3 separate regions of the Zea mays genome follow, and regions 1 and 2 are each linked to region 3. Evidence: chromatin contacts called from public Hi-C data. All regions are on one chromosome and are shown on one strand. The core of a region is the stretch at or near the end of the contact, and the rest is flanking DNA. Distances in the headings are between cores, read along the strand shown.

Evidence for each region. Hi-C and Micro-C count contacts between places; a contact is called where the count stands out from the background.
Region 1: a contact with region 3 is called in a Hi-C map of tassel, with 2.0 times the contacts expected there. The contact joins the promoter of LOC103647935 here to the promoter of LOC100502357 in region 3. A contact is called at or near these places in 3 of 25 Hi-C or Micro-C datasets (ear, leaf and tassel).
Region 2: a contact with region 3 is called in a Hi-C map of leaf mesophyll, with 2.0 times the contacts expected there. The contact joins the promoter of LOC103647945 here to the promoter of LOC100502357 in region 3. A contact is called at or near these places in 3 of 25 Hi-C or Micro-C datasets (bundle sheath, leaf and leaf mesophyll).

The regions. Positions count from the first base shown.
Region 1 is chr2:223,343,456-223,347,314 of Zm-B73-REFERENCE-NAM-5.0, reverse strand. It overlaps LOC103647935 (pentatricopeptide repeat-containing protein At3g18020), which reads left to right and starts at 1,530. Exons shown (of 1, transcript XM_008672436.4): 1 at 1,530-3,859. The coding sequence starts at 1,651.
Region 2 is chr2:224,085,026-224,088,850 of Zm-B73-REFERENCE-NAM-5.0, reverse strand. It overlaps LOC103647945 (probable apyrase 2), which reads right to left and starts at 1,967. Exons shown (of 9, transcript NM_001353419.1): 1 at 1,172-1,967; 2 at 968-1,096; 3 at 821-877; 4 at 578-670; 5 at 181-386. The coding sequence starts at 1,477.
Region 3 is chr2:223,779,667-223,783,643 of Zm-B73-REFERENCE-NAM-5.0, reverse strand. LOC100502357 (basic leucine-zipper 52) reads left to right here and starts at 2,100. Exons shown (of 4, transcript NM_001196835.1): 1 at 2,100-2,736. The coding sequence starts at 2,231. It overlaps LOC100216901, which reads left to right. Exons shown (of 12, transcript NM_001359517.1): 11 at 43-110; 12 at 569-1,686. The coding sequence ends at 1,395.

The DNA of each region.
Region 1 (3,859 bases), core at 281-2,780, 440 kb after region 3:
CCAGCACTACGGATCGAGATAGTGGCCCAGGCACGGCACTATAGCTGTGTCGTGCCAGGCACTGACACTATACTAACCGGACCGGGTCGTGTCTGGACCGTGTTTTTTCGTGCCGTGACTGGGCTGGCCCATCGTGTTAGTGCCAAATGGCCATATATAGCACCAGATGATATATAGAGCGCATGCAGCACGCAACATTTCCACTGTGGCGACGTCGTCACAAAGCATGCTGCAATCTGCATGCATGGGAAGGAACAACGAGCAGAACAGGCGAGGAGTGCGCACGTACTTGCAAGAGCATGGATGCACATGCATGGCCGCCTTCCTTTCCCATGTCGGGCTCGGGCAGCAGACCATAGCACAGTCCAATTCATTCAGTTTCCCGAGCTAGCGCCTGGCCATCGTCGTCTTCCATAGCCTGACACTACGGCAGCCATGCATGAAGGCTGAAGAGATGGATGAAAAGCAAGCATGCAAGTGCGAAACGCACACGCAAAGGCAGCTGAGCTGGGTCGAATCACAGGCCCGTCAGGCCGGCCGTCAACTCGCAGGTCAGTCAGGCACTGCACTACTGCATCTGCATGCATGATGCGTGCACCGATCGCCATGCGTGTTTCCCGGGGGACCATAGCTAGCTAGCCTCCACGGACGAGCCAGCCATGCTTGGCCCATCAGCCCATGGAAGGAAGGAAGGAAGGAAGGAGAAAGCCGGCCGGCCGGCCGGGATTCGCGGGGGCGCATTGATCTGACGGGGTTTACATTCACATTCACAGTCGGAGAACCAACCAACTACCACTGCTGGCTGCACTGCATGTCTCTGCATCGCTACCTTCAGAAATCAGAATCCAGAAACGTACTGCTCTCCATTTCCATGCAAGCAAAGAGCTGCATGCAGTGAAGCGGATCGGAGAAGGGGGAGAAAAAGCTTTGCACTTTGCAGCTAGATTGGGTGATATGACACCCGGCCTGACGAAGTGATGATGATGGTGGAGTGCTAGGAGTGGCAGTGCGTCAGGTCGTAGAGGCAGTGGCAGCCTGATCGAGCGCCTGATGGCTGTGCGTCGAGTCTGTCGGTCTACTCCGTGTCACCACCACTACCATGTCAGTGTCTCACCGCCCGCGTCGGATTCCGCGAAAGCAAAGCGCCGAGCAATGGCCTAGGGCAACTGCGAAAGGGCAGCCAAGCAACGGTGGTCACTGCAGTGCTGGGCAGGCAGACGCAACACCAGCGCCACTGTCACTCGGCGTCACCATGTTTGTGTCAGCACTCAGTCTGTTCCTGGTTCCTGCGCTGCGCCTCGGCAGTGATCGGTCAACCTGGGCCTGGATCTCTACCCGGCCAGGCAGCCCCTATGGGCCACCAGGCTGCCTGCAGCCTGCCCTTTCCATTCTAATCCAACATGCCCTAGTTTGTACTTGTGTGGCCCAATAACTTTTGGGCTGCTTCGAGTCCTGGGCCCTGGGTGCACGCACCGCTGCAGGGCCTCCAAGTATTTCGGCCTCTCAACTGCGACTAATCACTTATGGCCCGCCAACTGCACGCCGCTACCTCCCTCGTCGTCGACGACGAACTGGGACTGGGACTGGGACTGATCGGAGACAGCGTCCGTCCGCTATGGTGTAGCAAGGACTAGGGAGCCAGCGACGGCGATGCGTGCCGCGAGCCCTCCGCTGCCGTCCCTGCACCACCATGACCCGGACCACCTGCTCCGCCTAGTGGACGATCTCTGCGCGTCGGGCCGCTCCGCGGAGGCGCACCGGCGCGCGTCCCTGCTCCTCCTCTCCCCGGCGAGCCGTCTCCACGCGCGTGCCGCCGATGCGCTCCTGATCCGCCTCCTGCGCGCCCGCACGCCGCTCCTCACGCTCCGCCTCCTCCAGGCGCTCCCCGCCGCCGCGACCGCGCCCGCGCCCTCCCTCCCCAACCGCAACCGCCTGCTCGCGCACCTCTGCCGCGCGGGGCACGTGCTCCTGGCGCACCGCTTCCTCCTCCGCATGGGCGCGGCTCCGGACGCCTTGTCCTACGCCGCGCTCCTCGACGGGTACGCGCGGGCGCCCGACGCTCGCGCCGTGCAGAGGCTGCTCGACGAAATGCCCGCCCGCGGGGTGCCGCCCACCTCCCTCGCGCGCACGTTCCTTGCCAAGGCGCTCCTCCGCGCCCGCGACGTCGGCGCGGCGATGGATGTCGTCGACACAGCCCTCTGGCCCAGCGCGGCGGGCGGCGATCGGCTCCGTGAGGACCAGGAGGTCACCAGCGCGGCGTTCGCCAACCTCGTGCAGTGCCTCTGTGCCGAGGGGTTCTTCCACGTTCTGTTCCGGGTCGCCGAGGAGATGCCGCAGCGGCGGTGCGGCGTGGGCGACGACTTCGCGTACGCGCAGATGATCGACTCGCTGTGCCAGGCCGGGCAGCACCACGGCGCGTCCAGGATCGTCTACATCATGAGGAAGAGAGGGATATGCCCGAGCGCCGTCTCCTACAACTGCATTGTTCACGGGCTGTGCACCATGCCCAAGCCTGGCGCATGCCTAAGAGCGCACCAGCTGGTGATGGAAGGCACGAGTTTTGGATACCGCCCGAGGGAGGTGACGTACAAGGTGCTCGTGGACGAGCTGTGCCGTGAGAATGAGCTCGCCAAGGCCAAGGATGTCCTGGAGCTGATGCTGCAGCCCACCGTCCAGTGTGGCCAGGACAGTGGTGGAGATGCGGGTGAGGAGACCAGGACAAGGATATACAATGTGTTTCTTGGGGCACTGCGTGTTGTGGACAACCCGAGCGAGCAGCTTGGTGTGCTTGTTTCTATGCTGCAGGCTGGATGCAAGCCGGATGTGATCACCATGAACACTGTCATCCATGGCTTCTGCAAGTCCAGGAGGACCCAGGAGGCAAGGAGGATCATGGACGACATGCTCAGCGGGAAGTTCTGTGCTCCTGATGTTGTCACCTTTACCACACTCATATCTGGATACCTGGGTGCAGGTGATCATGCACAAGCCCTTGATGTACTGCGCTCTTTGATGCCTAGGCGTCGGTGCTCTCCAACTGTCGTTACTTACAACTGTGTCCTCAAGGGATTGTTTGGCGTTGGGCAAGTTGATACAGCAATGCAGGTGCTTGAGGAAATGAGTGCCAATAAGGTTGCTGCTGATCCTGTGACTCATACTGTGGTGATCAAAGGGCTCTGCGATGCAGGGCTGCTCGAGAAGGCGAAGGAATTTTGGGACAATGTCGTCTGGCCGTCAGGGATACATGATGATTATGTGTACAGTGCTGTCTTCAGAGGTCTCTGCAAACAGATGAAACTGGAACAGGCATGTGATTTCTTGTACGAGTTGGTTGATTGCGGGGTTGCTCCCAGTGTAGTGTGCTACAACATACTCATAGACGCTGCCTGCAAACAGGGATCGAATAAGTTAGCATATCAGCTAGTTAAGGAGATGAAAAGAAACGGGCTAGCACCAGATGCTATTACTTGGAGGATTCTTAGCAAACTGCATCACTATGACGAGGAAGAACGAGAGGGGAACCAGCATCAAATGTTTGATGTGGATCGAATTTCTACAGAAGGCAGAGAGGAGCGTCTTGTCTTGACTAAAGATAAGATGCCTTTGCTGCCGTCATCTGAAAATTTTCATGGAGTTAATGAGGATGATAACGCTGCTGAGACTGAGGAAGAGATTGACTATTTACCAGATATGGCTAGTAAATCTGAAGCCGAGGAGGTTGGATGCTCAACAAAAATGACAGTGGAGGAGGCACCAGATAATACTAAGCAAACCAAAGAACAGGGCAATTGTCTGAGGGATAATCCAACAAGGGGAACAACAATTGACAAAGCTGATATAACATGGGGAGATGGCCTTA
Region 2 (3,825 bases), core at 718-3,217, 310 kb before region 3:
ATGACTATGAGTCAAAATACAAGAACCAAGGGATTTGCAATATTGGTACCACCATCAGGTCCTTAAATAGGTTTCACACTGCTGATGCTTGTTACTATGCCTTGGGTTGCCACAGGTGATGTAAATTAGGACTTTAAAACAGTAGAAACAATTCAAAGCTCAATAATTTATAGCACTAACCTATGAACATAAAGATAATATGTGGTTCCTTTGAGGAACAATTTCTTCACATATGCATCTTCCCCCTCGGATGGTTTAGGAGCCTTTTCTGCATCCTTCTCTGCAATAGCATATGCCATTTGGACAGATCCACCACCAAGATCCACTACTCCAACTGTGTCTGCATAAGTCTTTCCCAAGTTTCCCAACAGATAATTGATGGTAACCTAAAAGTAGAGAGAAAGGTATTACTCGTTACTTGTTACTGGACTAACCAATGAAAATAGAATGCAGGTACACTAACTAATCTTGTCAATCGAAAGCCTTGGCCACATTGAGTTGTGAGAAGCATTTCTGAGAATCAGCTGGCAAAGTTACGAATTAGAGCAGCAACAAATGGAGAAGAAAAGCATCATACCCATTCGTATGCACCTTCCTGCGTTCCATCAAGAACTGTAACCCAATCCGGTTGGTTTTTAAAGGAACTCTTTTCGCGAAGAATGTCCCTAACCTGCACCAGTTATGGATATGCCATCAGAGTTAATCGAAAGCTCTGATCATGGTCATAATCAAACAACAACAAAAGAAATCACTTAGTGAAACCATGCTACATCCACTGATGAATGCATCCTTGAAATGTTATACTAAAAGAACCATTTACCGCTTGCAATATCGCCTCCGATTTTTGTGCACCCAAATTTCTCAGCCCTGCGGTGGCCTGCGCAAGGATGGAGGAGAAGGAAGCTAAATAATTCAGTAAGAACACTATCAAGCACAACAAAATCAACTGGTGCGATGTGCCACCCACCCCGACTCTGACAGGAGTTTGGTCGCGCAATTCCGCGGGCACCACTCGCTTGGCATCGTCAAGGAGAGAGACGAGCGACTCGGCGGCCTCCCGGGGATCGTTGGCGTAGTGGCTAAGCCCCGGTTTTATCTGCAGGCGGAAGGAGACGCGAGTCAGATCCAGATCCAATCGGCGAACGGATCACCGGCGCGGGGCATAGCGTACCTGGACGAAGAGCTCGATCTCGCTGCCAATGTGGACGAGATCCAGGTTGGCGTCGAAGCGGAAGACGTGGACGCGGCTGCCGGAGCTCCCGGCGTCGAAGATGACGGCGTACTTGTCGGCCCCGGGCGGGCCGGACCTCCTGGCGCCGGCCGTGGCGCCGGCGGGCGAGCGCGGCATGAGGAGGAGCACGAGGGAGACGAGCGCGAGCGGGGCGAGGACGACGAGCAAGACGCCCCGGTAGCGGTGCGCGCGGTCGGCCAGCGTCTCCTGGCGGCCGCCGTTGGGCAGCGCGGAGTAGCGGCGCATCTTGGGGTCGGCGGGGAGGAGCAGGAGGTCCGGGGACGAGGGCGTGCGGTAGCGGACGCCGCGGCCGCCGCTTGCGGGGGCCGGGGGAGACTGCGACGGCGACGGGTTGGCCGCCTCCTGCTGCGCGGGATCCAGCGCTCCGCGTCGGGGCGCGCGGCGCGCGCGTCGGTGGTGGATCTGCTGCGACTGCGTCGTGGCGTGGGGGACGGTCGGAAGACGCGGCAGGCAACGTTTATGGCGTACGCGCGGCGCGGGTACTTTGAGTTGACCTCGCTCGGGTTTGGAAATTGGGATCGCGTGGCGTGGGCAAAGGGAAGCGCGGCGGACGGAACACGGAAGTGCGAGCCGCCTCAGGATCTGCCGCGGGCGGACAAGGCACAGGGGTCAGGGGAGATGCAGCGCGAGGAGGCGAGGGCCGGATGGAAAGTGCTCTGCCTGCCGAAGCCGATGCCGAACCACCCCCGGCTGGCTGTGGCGTGGTGTGTGGAAACCGGCGGCTTTGGAATGCGACGGCGTTTTTATACTGGCCCTGACCGCGCTGCGACGGTGCGTGCTGCTCCTGCTGCTGCCCGCCCCGATTTCGCCGTGCTGGCGCCGGTGGCTTCCGCCTTCTGGGAGGCGCGCATCGTGTTGAATTGAAGGAGACCTGGGTTCGCTTTCAGAGTTTGGCCGGCGCTCCCGGGCTGGAAGGGCTGCGGCTGGCTGGCGTGGAACGAATACGAAGCCCGGGACTGGGACTCCGTCGGTCTCCATGCTGGCTGGGTCCACGCCGCGTGTTTTTTGAATCATCCTTTCGATGAAGTCTAGCTCATGTTGGCATCCCATAACCACACAAATGTGCACCCCATTGCTGCAGTCCACATGCCAAAGCACAGAGTAAGACAATTAATTACTTCTGCATGCATCTGAATGTCCATGCTTATCAGCTCGAGCACCCGTGTCCTTAGCAATGAGAATTTGGAGCCAGACTTTACTGGATAACCACTGAACTTGCAATGAATGACAGAGCACTTGCATCTGAACTTGCATGAGCTTCCCTGCTAGCGTCGAAGAGAGAAATTGAGCTTGCAATAGTATCCAAGAAGCACTCGAAGCTGCTCCAGAGCATCCTTGTGGAGAAATAAACCAACAGACCCAACTGATGACATTCTGACCTGTGCTTCTTCGAGTTTTTTTTAACATTCTAAGGCCCTGTTTAGCTAAACAGAGCTAATAAACTAATTGTTAGCTACCAATTAGTTGGAGGTCGGGATCTCTACCTTTAATTTTTAGCACTAACTATTAGCTCTAAACACGGTCTAACAACACAACTAAAAATAATTTGTCTATTAGTATTTCTGTATAAATGCACAAGGCTCTAAAAAACGGAGCGTAATGGGCGGAGCAGCGTGACCACAAATTCCATCAGCGACATCGCATTTGTTGGCCCGCTAGCAAACTGTCCGGGATCACCACGCGGCCCACAACGAGAACCCAGAACTCCCCCTGCGAGCTGATCCCCAGGCCCAAACCGTGCGCTCCAGATTCCTTGATTTTACGTCAAGGGTCAACCTCCCCAACTTCCCGGATCTCCACACGTGGCAACAGGGCACGTGCCACGTGGTGCCGTCACAAGATTTTGACTTTGACGGCCGGATCGAAGCCTCCAAGACAATCAAAGTGTGTGGGTGGGTGGGGACTATATAATCCTTTTCTTACCAAAATCTTATGAACCCCCTCGTTGCCATAAAAAAATTTATAGGTTCATTTGGTTGTCATTCCTTTGGAAATTCTAATCTCTTTGTTGACATCCAGAGCCCGGCGATCCTAGGCACATGCTCAGGCTCGCTGCAGTCTTATGTTTCTACTATTGTAGAACATGCTTCAAAACACACAATTTAATTTGTTTAATTAAATTTGCCTTGGCTCAATGAAATTTGCCTAGGCTACGATCGAGCTCTGGTTCGCTACCGTTTGTTGCCATCGGCGTTGTTCATGTAGAGTCCCTTCGAGAGAACAAAAAAACACTGGCACAAAATATTTATTAAGACTCCACATTTTTTGAAAAGGTTTTAATTTTCTCAAGAAAAAATAGTTTATTTTTCTCTAGCGAAATAGAAATCATTTGGAAAAAAAATGAAGTTCTCAAACTAGCTCTTATATAGGATTAACTCCGTAGACACTATCCATAACCAAATTTAACAACTTTTTATAGTTTAAGTTAACATTATGTTTATAGTTTAAGTTAACATTATGTTTAGACAATTTATTTCGCTAGGCTAATTGAGTCCTAGTTTAATTTATTATTACATTTTTTATATACTTGTTTTTTTATCTATGGGAGGTCTTATACGATTTTTATGGACTAA
Region 3 (3,977 bases), core at 851-3,350:
CTCCTACTTATTCTCATTGTACTTTAAATTCAACTGTTGCAGCTGCTCCTGCTCTGCGCCTGAAGAGTTGACCCCAAGAGAGTTGCAAAGTGTTCTGCAGCAGTATGAAGGTACGATTTACATATGTTTACTGACCTTGATAACAAAATTTTCAAACACAGTGGTAGGACCTCCAGTGGGAGGCTGCCGGTCAGGGTTCAACCCTGGATTGCATGAAAAAAAGGCCCCTTGCTGTCTGGGGTAGCCAGCTTTCGGTATCTTTTCTCAAACCTTCAGTTTGAGTAATTTTCTGCAATGCCTCAGGGGAGGTCTTTTTCCACTAGGGCAATCTTCTTTATATTACAACAAAATTTCAAGATGCCGATGTGCCATATAAGGAAGGGCACTGGGATAGCTTACCTGACCTTTGTTTGAAATGGGAACTCTGTGCAATGATTCATAACTCTTTGCCATACCGATCTAACAGTCCATTGGTTTGAGAGGAAGTGAGGCATGATGTATTTTGATAAGTCAACTTCGTCAGGACTTTGTAGAGGGGAGGAGCTCATACAATGCATGTATATTGCAGAAATGAGGAGGCGAAAGGGCAGTTATGGTCTGAAGCTGAACGTCGCTGAAATGGATGCATCCAGCCTTGATGCTTTCGCCACCGCCGCAGTATTTGGCGAAGTCGGGAACCAAGGCAGCGCCTCAGTGGCGACAACCACAAAGCACCCCCGACATCGCCCTGGCTGCACATGCATCGTGTGCATCCAGCCGCCCAGCGGCAAGGGCCCGAAGCACAGCCCCGCGTGCACCTGCAACGTGTGCATGACGGTCAGGCGCCGGTTCAAGACGCTGATGATGAGGAAGAAGCAGCGGCAGTCGGAGCGCGAGGAGGCGGAGGCCGGCAAGAAGATCGCATGGGTGAACAGAGACGAGCCTGAGGGGAGCAGCCTGTCGAGATCCCCGCAGACGCTTGACAGCACCCGAGACAACAGTGATGTGACGGCGACCATGTTGGACAAGGTGTCCGACGTGAACAAGCAGGGGCACATCGACGTCGACCTCAACCTCCACCCTGCTGCCCCTGCCGTCCAGGCTGCGCAGCAGCAGCCCCGGCCGGTGAGCATGATGGGTCTCTTGGAAGTGGCGGGCCGGCCGCTTGACAACTACATGAAGCAGAATGGCCTGACGAGCCTGGTGGGGGAGCAAGGTGGTGGCAGCTCCAGCACGGCCACGGTCCCTCCTCCGGCTCTGGTGGAGAGTGAGGAGCGGACGTCCAACGAGGGCCTCGTCCCATCAGCATCGGCAGAGCGGGAACCGAACGCCATGGCCGTCGACGAGGCTGGCGAGAACCAGCAGGACAAGGCTGCCGACGACGACGACGACGCCGTCGCTGCCGCCGCTACTTGACGTGATTTTTTTTCATGGAGCTGCTTCTCCTGGAGGCTGGGAGTAACTTACGTGTACGTATGAGGCTTGTGTTGGTTGGTGTTGTAATCTGACGCTTAAACATTGGCTTCAATAACTCATACAGAGTGAGAACCTGAAAGTATCAGTCTAGAGCAAGTTCTTTTTACTGGTGCTGAAAGTATCAGTCTTGCGCAACCCAAAAGGAGGAAACAAAAATTTTAGACCCTCCAAAATTGTACTCCCCTTTGGTATGTACAATCTGAAGTGGTAACAAAAATGCACTACTTTTTTCTAATAGAACTCCGATCCAAGACATGCTTGTTTTTTGTTTAGGAAAAAAGGCTAGGTTCACCTGATTGTTTCTGATCTTCTTCCATGTAATATTTTAACACATTTTTCTTTCGAACAAAATATAACTCAGCTGTTTCAAAACCGTCAAAAAAAAACAACTTATGATTAGCTGCTCCTTTTTTTACTGCTCCAAGGCTGGCCTGTGAGCAACATTGCACCCCCACCACAGGTCAGGTTCATCCAGCCCATTTATTATTCTAAAAAAAAACTCTACTCCAAAAGATGTGTCCAGCCCAGTGAAGCCCGAAAGGAAAGAAGCCAGCCGCTCCCGTGGGCGACGACATGGTCCTGTGTCCGTGTGAGGTACACATGACTACGGGGGCCCCACCTCCTTCGTTCCCAATCCCAGATCCCGCACTCTCTTTCAGAACCCAACACGCCACTGCCTAGCTAGTAGCTAGCAGAGCAGCTAGCCAAGCAACCCAGCCGAGTAGCCGACCAGAGAGAGCGAGAGAGGCAGAGAGGAGCGGACCTGCCCGTCGCAATGGCGATGCCGCCGAAGCCCGGCGACCCGCCGCAGCGCTCGCCTGCGCGGAGCCCCAACCTCAACCTGCCCTGCCCGCTGCCGCCGGTCCCGGGCGGGCCGCCTGCGCCGTCGGCCGCCGGGTTGCCCCCGCCGCGCGCGAGTCACCACCGCCGCGCCAGATCTGAGGTGGCCTTTCGCTTCTCGGACGACCTGGCCGGCGGCGTGGGCGGCGGCTTCGACGAGATCGGCTCCGAGGACGACCTCTTCTCCACCTTCATGGACATGGACAAGATCGCCGGCGCCGACCGCGACCGTGCCGCCGAGACCTCCTCGCCGCCGCGCCCAGCCAAGCACCGCCACAGCGCCTCCTTTGACGGCTTCGGGATGGGGGCTGCCGCCGGTGGCCTGGCCGGGCAGCAGGACGGCGGCGGAGGCATGTTTGGAGAGGTGATGGAGGCCAAGAAGGCCATGTCTTCCGAGCAGCTTGCCGAGCTCGCTGCCATCGACCCCAAGCGCGCCAAAAGGTGACGCCTTTAGCCCTTTACCATACTTCCATTGCCACCGTCCTCGCATTCTGGCACTACTAGGTACCACTGCACTGGTAGTTGCTTGGTTGGTAGGGTTGCAGGTGAGATTATTCCTACTTTTTGTGATCTATATCGATGAAAAAGACGCATAATGCTTAATAACTTTTGATATTACGTGCATCAAAATGAAAAAAGAAGCATCGCCACCTGTAAGTCTTGCCAACTACTTGAGACGTCATCTGTAATCATCTGGATAATGAAAGGCAGCTTATTGGATAGGGTTGCAGCAAGGTGACCAACTGAATTGGATAGCTAGTTCGTCCTTGTCGCGTACTAGGTTTCTTTCCAAGTGAAAGCAAGCACCCATAAAAGTTAGGATTTATTGTATGCATGACACCTAACTTTTACAAAATTAGACGTCTAATTCATTTTGACTCCATGGAGTGGCATGGAAATGAACTAGTTTCTATTTTTTTTTTTCAAAATTTTGAGTGGCATGTTTCCAACTGACCCTAGAAGTTATTGAGATGTCATTTTTTTGTTTCGTTAGTTAGTGTCTTAATCGAAGGGAAGGCCTGGTGGGTGCAGTGGTGAGAGCTGTCTCACTAAATCACCAGGTCGCAGGTTTGAAGCAACCTCTCCACATCTATTAGGGCTGGAAAGTGGAAACGAGACGAGCCGAGCCGAGCTCAAGAATCAGGCTCGGCTCGAAGTTGGCTCGCGAGCCGCACCGCACCTTGGTAATATTATTGCATTATAAAATAAATTAAAAATATATAAATGTGGAATATAAAATCATAATTCAATATCATGAGTAGTTTAACTTATGAATTGTCATATATTCATCATAAAAAGCTAAGAAATGAGTCTATTATCTATAGAATTATACAATGTCTATTGTTATTTTGCAAATTGATTAATTTGGCATAGCTCGTGAGCCTAAACGAGCCAGCTCGGCTCGCTGCTCTAACGAGCTCAAAAAATAGGCTCGGCTCGCGAGCCGCTCTTAGCTCGAGCTAGCTCGCGAACCTCGAGCTTTTTTCCAGCCCTAGCATCTATAGTGAAGTCTTGCCTCGGTTTATCACTCATGTGTGGTTTATCACTTTATCCCTTCTCTAGACCCCACTTATGTGGGACCCTCTGGCACTAGGTCTGCCCCCATTTTAGTTAGTGCCTTAGTTTGTAAAGGTGTCTCATGTTGTTTAGTCTCAAATAAGCAGAAGGTTGAAGTCGAAATT